Regions from separate parts of the Mus musculus genome. Here region 2 is linked to region 1. A link is a contact called in public Hi-C data. All regions are on one chromosome and are shown on one strand. The core of a region is the stretch at or near the end of the contact, and the rest is flanking DNA. Distances in the headings are between cores, read along the strand shown.

The links. Hi-C and Micro-C count contacts between places; a contact is called where the count stands out from the background.
Region 2: a contact with region 1 is called in a Hi-C map of the N1E-115 cell line, with 8 times the contacts expected there. The contact joins two enhancer-like sites. A contact is called at or near these places in 1 of 484 Hi-C or Micro-C datasets (the N1E-115 cell line) and 2 of 115 datasets of contacts at active chromatin or transcription factors (cardiomyocytes and embryonic stem cells).

The regions. Positions count from the first base shown.
Region 1 is chr16:85,385,171-85,389,444 of GRCm38.p6, reverse strand. No RefSeq gene overlaps it. Among named protein-coding and RNA genes, the nearest start is that of Gm41483, 64 kb to the right of the region's middle. Within about 2 kb of position 2,459, at least 2 of the 459 cell types and tissues checked have an H3K27ac peak or open chromatin away from gene starts, as enhancers often do. A contact at or near this core is called in the N1E-115 cell line, where this site is marked.
Region 2 is chr16:85,675,652-85,679,925 of GRCm38.p6, reverse strand. No RefSeq gene overlaps it. Among named protein-coding and RNA genes, the nearest start is that of Gm52244, 120 kb to the right of the region's middle. Within about 2 kb of position 2,200, at least 8 of the 459 cell types and tissues checked have an H3K27ac peak or open chromatin away from gene starts, as enhancers often do. A contact at or near this core is called in the N1E-115 cell line, where this site is marked.

The DNA.
Region 1 (4,274 bases), core at 1,210-3,709:
TCTGTGTGGTTTTCTACTGTAAGCCCATAGCTCCATTCACATCCATCACGTGATTCTCATTTGAGCGATCTTTCCCCATACAAACCTTCAATGGAAGTATGGAAAATCGTGTTTTCAAACTCTAAAAGAAAGGATCATGTTTTTCAAAATGGAAGATCCAAATATGAGTTAATTCTTAGACATTTTATGGAAAAAAATCAAATGCAAAAACAAGCTAGCCAGGTCGTGGTGATGTGGCAAGCATGCGTTTAATCCCAGCACTCAGAAGGCAGAGGCATGTGGATCTCTGTGAGTTCAATGATAGCCTGGTCTACAGAGAGTTCCAGGACAGTCAGGGCTACACAAAGAAATCCTGTCTCAAAAAAGGAGGAGGAGGAGAAGGAGAGAAGGAAGGAAAGAAGGAAGGAAGGAAGGAAGGAAGGAAGGAAGGAAGGAAGGAAGGAAGGAAGGAAGGAAGGAAGGAAGGAAGGAAGGAAAGAGTGTGTGTGTGTCTGTCTGTCTGTCTGTCTGCCTGCCTGTCTGTTCACACATGCAAGAGCACACAGGTATTGTGGAGACCTCAGGCACTGGATCCTCCTAGAAGTTGTTTATGATGATCCAGTAGGGCTGCTGGGAATGGAAACTTAGTCCTTTGTAAGAGCAGTTCATGCCCTTAACCAGTGAGCCAGGTCTCTAGCTCTCAAATGTGATTTTTAAAATGATGCAAGATTAGCAATTTTTGTAACATGGTAATGCATATCTATAAGCCCAGAACTCACACATACAGAAGAATCAAGGTCACTGTGGTCTACATAGTAAATCAGGAACTCATCTGAGTTCTACTGTAAGTCTCTGTCTCAGAAAACAACACCAATAGAAATAATTGATCATCAAAACTGACATAGAGAATGCAAAACTTGGAATGGAACCATAGGCATGGTAAAAAACATGTTCATCTCATCCATATGTAAACTGAAGCCCCAAGAAGCCAGTGGCCACAGAAATAGGTCTACAGAGCTGGAAAAAGACCCAGTATTAGCCACACCCAATTACCTTAGCTATTTAGAAGGAGTGTAGATTCAAGGCATGCTTGAACTACAGAGTGAGTTCAAGTCTGGGAAACGTCTTGAGAGCCCATCTAGAAATAAAAAGAATAAAGGAAAGTAGGGATGAAGCTCAATGTCAGAGTACTTGCTCAGCACGCACAAGGTTCGAGATTCAATCTCTACTGCAAGGTTCTAGTTTTCATCTCTAGTGCAGACAAAGAAACGTGTAATTAACTAATTCCTGAATCTCGACAGCACACATATCTACTTTTGTGAATGAAGCTGCACAATTCAGTGAAAGTTAAGATGGCATGCTAAATTATAACTGGCAAAAATTTATGTCCTAAAGTTTATGTCCTTACTATCCATGTGACCTGTGGGTGATTACTGCCAGAAATTACTGTTCATTGTCAGTTCACCAAACATGGCAAACTGTAATGGCAGTCTCGGGCAGAGGGAATGAAGTTTGAAGGTGCCCTGTTCTTTCTTCTCCCATCACCTCCCATCAGAGCCCAACACCTCCTCATCGGAGAAGACAGGAGAAAGATCGAGGCTGATTAGACAAGAGTGAACAAGGATGTGCTTCCCGGATATTAAATGCAGAGATGCAGAAACCATTTTAAAAGGAAAAAATTTTTCATAAAATATGCAAACAGAGATGCTAACGAAACCTTGAAGGGTTTCGCTGAAGTCTCGGCAGATTCATTTCTGACATGCCCTTCCTGTACATGGGACAGTCCTCAGAGAGAAAGATGCCCAGTGACTGCAAAGGAGTCTGAAATATTGAGGATGGGGACTCTTGTTCTTGGTGGGTAGAGAAAGAACTGTGCTAAGAAGAATCTGCAGGAAAATAGGAGGAAAGAATAAATCAGGGACCTGGCTGAAGGAGGCAGCAAGAGACCAAGGCTTGAATCCATAAAGAGACTGCATCATACCAAGCAAAGTCTTGATCATCAATAGCCCTGAAAGGCAGAAAGATCACGCATGGGTAACCAGCTTGGTTCTGTATTCTTTTTCCAATGGGGGGGTGGGGGGGCCTTACTTACTCTGGAAAACCAGTGACTATGACTCATTTCTTTGAATCCAAACCATGTGAGTAAATTGACAAATGACGCTCAAGAAAAAAAGGGTGTTTGCCCAGAGGACCAGAAACAATGGCCCTTCTCTCTTTCAATACATTAACCTTCAGGGAAGAAAAGTGGCTTTAAGGACAGAGGAAGCCGCCACTTCCCAAGCATTAAAAAGATTAAGGGAAATCGTATTGGACTGGAGCAGAGAGGAAATTATTCGCCTGTCTCAGAGAGGACATTTCTGTTGTTATTACTTCTATAAACCATCCTCACCCTCAGCTCCAAATCCAGCTGGGCTGATGGGATTTGTTGAGGCAATATATCAAATTAGGCCTGTTGGGGGAACTCCAGAGAGAAGCCTGGAGCCAAGGAGTGCCCTGAAATTTATCTAAATGACAAGATAGTTAGAACAGCACAACCCCTTGCTTGCCAGACACTGTAAACACCAAAGCCCCAAAAGTCCTAATTAAAAGAAGGCCAATGTCTTTAGCTCCGGGGAAGATGGCCAGAGTTACCCGAGGAGCTACCTAAAATCCCTTCAACCAGGCATGAACTTGGGTGAGAATTAAAGGAAATATCTCTTTCTGAGAAAAATCAAAAGCAACATTAGGAGAAAATTAGAATCTAAAATCATGCACACTGCTCCATCCAATCTGTCAGAAATGATCAACATTACAGAAACATTGAAAAACAAGTCAATTGTTTAAATGGTTTTAAGGAGAGAAGATGTGGGAAGCTATTCAGGGGCTGAACTTTGGTTAAAAAGCTCTGAGCATCCAAGGAGCCCTCTGTCCCCTATGCTGCTAGGCATTTATTAACCCAAATGTGGTAAGGCATGAAGGATGTTGAGCAAAGCCACAAGACACATTCAAACACTCCGCATGGAAAGCACACTTGCTTATGAATACATACACTCTTGGTGATCCATAGAGCACTTGGCTTTTTCACACAGAGCAGCAAACCCTTCTTTCCTCCTGACTCTCACCAGTCACTCCTGTCACATTTCTTAAATGCCAGATCTAGGACAGAGTTCTACGGAGAGTGTTGAGTTAGCAGACGGGCATGGGGTTCAGCACAAGAGATGGAATGGAAAGAAACAAGAAGACACTGGTTAAACAGAAGAGTCAGTTAGCTCCTGGGGATCTCTGAAGTAAGACTGTCCCTGCAGAGCAGATGTGAGCACAGCCAAAATGACCAGGATCGGACATGTCCACTGATTGGAATTCACCATAGCTCAGGAGGATCCTGAAGGGGCTGACAGCTGAGGATGGACAACAACTGCATCCCAACAGCAGGGACAACAAATCCTCCCTCCCAAGTGAGATCTGGGCTGCACAACATGCCAGCTCCCACATGCCTTATCTGCTCTTCCTAGATATGCAAGACAAACGTAGATGGAGTTTGAACTCTCTGATCTTTTTCAATACAGATTCATAGTAAAGAAAGAAAAATTGCTGAGCACGAAGGGAAAAAAAAAAACCCAGTTGATTCCAAGAACCAGGAAGAATTAACAACAGCTTCTGCATCTTCAATCATGAAAAGAAAATGGAAAAAATTCTTCTGTTTTAAAAATAAACTTTTCCCAGGACAGCATGAGGGCCCAGTGGAGAAAGGTGTTTGCTGTGAAGCTTGACAATTTAAGTTCACTTCCCGGGGCTTTGTAGTGGAAGAAGAACTGCCTCTCAAAAATACTTCATTGGCCTCATACATGCACTCTGCTACACCCATACACACTCATACAATAAATAAATGTGAAAGAAAATGCACTCCTTTTTTTTTGTCCCGAGAAATGCTTATGTTTCAATCCACAGTTCTTTATTGAGAGCCTCTTGTGTGCTCAGAATTATACTAGCTGAGGCTGTGGGAGATCAGAGAAATATTTAAAACCACCTCCGACTTAGAGCACATTGTGATGTAGACCCAAGAGGAAACAGGACATGCATGCATAGAATATCTGCTTACTGTATTGCATTCTCCCAGGAGATTGGCACAGTCAGGTAAAGCGAAGCGACAATGGAAACTCAGTTCTAAGCCTGGCTTCTGAATTCGATGTCTTAAGTTGGTTCCATTAATGATGTGGGTTTGGACAAGGCACCCAGGTGTCTGAGGATAAATTTCCATAGCGTAACATTGGATCTACCATATGTACTTACATTTGTATTATGAAAATTAAATCCAA
Region 2 (4,274 bases), core at 951-3,450, 290 kb before region 1:
GTTTAAAGCTCAGAAATCACTGCAGTTTTGTTTGTTTTTGAGACAGAAACTCTCGTGGCCCAGAATGGCCACTCGAAATCCCTGGGTAACTAACGATGGCTTCAAACCTGTGATTCTTCTGTAACTAGCTCCCATGGGCTGGGATTACAGGCCTGAGCCATAATAGACTGTGTGGTTCTAGAGACAGAACCAGATCTCATCCATGCTGGGCAAGTTCCCTATGAACTGAGAAACATTCCAGCCTCATACCGTAATGTTTTTTTTAAAATCACAGTTCATTTCATCTGTAATCTTCTACTCAGCCTACCCACTTTGATAATTTTCCCACTCCTGTGCTTTTTAAATAGGACACCTATTTAACAACATTGCCAGTGAGCAATCAGAGTTAGTCAAAAGCGCTTCTTTACCTTCCTGTACTCCAGATCTTAAACTGGCCTCAGTAATGTCTTTGCAAAGACAGAGACTCCCAGCAACATTCTTGGGACCTTCATAAAGAGAGAGGAGAGGTGAGAGAATGTCCTAAGTCTTCCCTCCAAGCCTCAGCCATAAGTTTTTGATACACAGGTGCTAAGGAACCAGGCACCTCAACCTTGAGTTGTTGTCAGAAAACAATAAAGTGAGAAATGGAAACAGGAATCACTTTGACACAAGCATTCCCTAGGACTGAATGTTATTCTGGGTTTTATGTCTGCAGGTTTTATACAGCAAGGTGGGCTGTTCTCAGAGAGAGAGAAGGATACAGAGATGGCCTGTCCTTAGGGAGAGAGAGAGAGAGAAGGATACAGAGATGGCCTGTCCTTAGAGAGAGAGAGAGAGAGAGAGAGAGAGAGAGAGAAGGGAAGAAGGCAAGGGGGAACCTGCTGGAAGAAACCTTGACACATCCCAATGACTGGCTCAAGAGAAATTGAGTGAGATTGGAATTCTGCCATTGGTTCATTCATGGCTCTTAGCCAGAGGCTGAAGATCTCTCCCGAGGGGTTGATGGAGCCTCCTTTCTGCATTTATCATGACAAGTGATCATGAGGAAGGAGCCTCTGAAGGAACAGTTAAATGAGTTGTTTTCCTGTATTCAAGCACATCTCTACACACACACACATACACACACACACACACACACACACACACACACACAGAGACAGAGAGACAGAGACAGGGAGATAGAGAGATAGACACAGAGACAGAGAGATCTGTTTTTGTTTACTATTTGCACAGGAGTTTGGTTTTAATATATTAATCAATCATGAAAAAAAAACCCTCAGGAAAAGTTTATGAGCAAGAGGGAAATCCGTTGGCCTCCTGTCTTGTACATCTACATTGTATTTAACCAGATGGTTTCATGACATTTGCTGAGTCCAGCATAGTACAAAGTATAGCTTCATCAAACCCTGTAGCATGCTGTCTTGGTGGATCCATATCCAGATGATGGATAATTTCACCAACTGACAACTGTACTGCTTTCTGGTATGGAAGTGAAAAGGAGAAATTTACACTATCATTTATAAGTTAAATGAACTTCCTTGTGTAACCACTAGATGGCACTTTTAACCCACAATCAGCTACCACTAAAACTGATACTTTATTTTTATTCAAACATTCTTACTATTTGAGAAAGGATGGAATATAAGAGAATATTATGTTTCTTTAAAAAATATTAATTGTAAGTAAAATCTACCAAAGTATAGTTGAGTGTGACTTTTTAAAACATGAGCTTCATTTTAAAAAACAACTTAATGGCCAAACTGTGATCCTAGACTATTTAATGCACCAAACAAAAGATTTATGTAAGCCTACATTTTGAAATACACCAACATGTGAAATGCGGCAGCTGCAAATGAAGCAGGAAGTCTAGATTTTTCCTATTGTACTCCACTTGACTGCTAAAAAGCAGAATTCATATGTCTCCTTGGGCCTATGTTTTCACAATTTTTTGGAAACTCAAACTCAGTCTCGTGATGACTTCATTCGCTTAAATAATGTTTTTAAATTGTAGTTTACACAAAGCAGAAAACAACTTCCCAACCAAAGGTTTATAAAAAAAGGTCTATGTTGGACCCGTGCTGATGCTGATGACTTGAAAACAAATGATAATGTACGCTGAGCAATCTCAATGCGATGAGCACCGGCTGACTAGTCTCCCACACATGAGGAGAGATGATTAGGAAGAAGTGTGTGTTTCCACAAAAAGTAACGGCAGCGCTGACAATGTGGGTCAGCGCTCAGTTACAGGAAGATCGTAATAACCTCAAATGTAGTTCCCAGTCCCGGGAACACAGAACACTGGCTCCGGGGACCACAATTTGCAAGATGCAGCCAATCATATTGGCTATCTCCTGACGAAATCTAATCACTATTACTATCAAGAATGTCCCAGGAAGAGCGCATTTCATCTTCAACAGGCTTTGCAAGAAGGGTCAGGGAAAGCGAGGAGTAACCCTTCTCAAAAAGCCTGTTGAAGATGAGACATCTTCCCATCTCCCAAACATAGCACTTACATATCTCTGCTTTCATCTTGCCCTTCAGGAGAACTGGGATTCTCTGGGAATTGGCAGCCTTAGCTACAGCTACGTAGAGCATCAGACCACAAAGTGTCTGCTTCGCAATGAGGTGGAGGCAAAAGGAAAGCAAAGGAAGAAGAGCTCATGAAACCAGCCAGGACTTTCCAAGCTCTGAAGACCAGGGCACGTGCAGGTTCTCTGATGCCACCTAGTGCTCAAAGCTATATCAGATCGTTGTAGCACTGGTTCCCAAGTAACCCCCAGGAACGCTAGCCTCGATCTCATCCAATGGGTCCGGTAAAACAGATAGCCATTTCCTGTGTGACAGATGGAACCATAGGCATCTAACAGAAAAGACAGTTTGTGGGAGAAGAATGTGCCGACAGCGCTTGAGTTTACATGTGTTTTCCACAAGGCCTTTGTAGAACAAACAGCCCACTTTATCACCAGCACCGCCTTCCTTGCTGTATCATAATCGCACGGAAAGGAACATTTCGAAGACTTGGGTCTTTAATACGCTCATCTTTTATAGCTTTAAAATCATATAATGGTGGTGTCATTTTCTCGGAGCTCCCTGATGGAGCCCTGGCAGGTCCTAAAAAGCTTTGCAAAGTCAGTCTCCAGGTTGTTGGCACCATGGGAGAAATGCCCTTCTCAACCCCAGGAGAACAGTGGAAAACAAGAGCACACAAACAAGTCTTTTCCCTTCTCATGTTTGACTTCAGCTCTCTGAATTAGTTTTTCGGGTTGCAGGGAAGAAGCACCATGAACATGGTGGCTTAAAGCTCCAGATGGAGCCCAAAGACACAGTGAAGAATCAAAATGTCTACATAATCCCAATCCCTTGGTGCCTGGCCTCTGCCAGCTCTGGGGGACTGTCACTCCTCTGTCCTCTGGCATGCAGCTACATCATTCCTGTCATGCCTGTGTGCACGATGCCACTCTATCTACATTTCTGTTTTCACATGGTTTTCCCTCTTATAAGGATCACCAAAATTAAGTATATATAGTGTTCTTGTTCTCGCGTGATTGTATATGTGAATACCCTATTCCCAAAGGTTACTGTCTCAGGGACAAAGAGACAGATATCAACATATCTCCATAGAGACCACAGTTCACCACCCTTCCATCATCCTAGGTGTTTGGCTAAGAAGAATCTAAGACAAAAGGAAAAATCTGACAAAATCAGAGTTTCATAACAATGCATTATATCAATTCTCAAAGCGATTTAGCACCACTTTACTGACTTCCTTCTCTAAAGATGTCTCTGAGACACACAGACCCATACGGTTATCCACATAGGTACCCCACGCTTGCCAGCCAAGAAGCCTATAAGACATAATCTAGCCAAGAATTCCTCACAAAGTAAGGAATAAATCTGTCTTCTCCACAGTTTCCCCAAACACACACACACACACACACACACACACACACACACGAGAGAGAGAGAGAGAGAGAGAGAGAGAGAGAGAGAGAGAGAGAGAGAGAATATATGCACATACACACTAAATATCAGAGTAATTCTACAAATACAAATCAAATAACAGACATAAATGAAGCCCACTTGATTTTTCCATATCATTTCACCTCAGTTACTGCTTACTGCTTTTTCCTTCCTTGGCAATAACAATCCTTCCAGTATTGAGAACTTAGGGCATTCAAAATGGTTCATTTTACTTAATATTTCTGAATAAGGTTACTTTTAAAAGAATACATTAAGCAAGTTTAAGAGTTTAATATTTGCATCGAAATAGAAGGCAAGTGTGTAGAGCTATCATC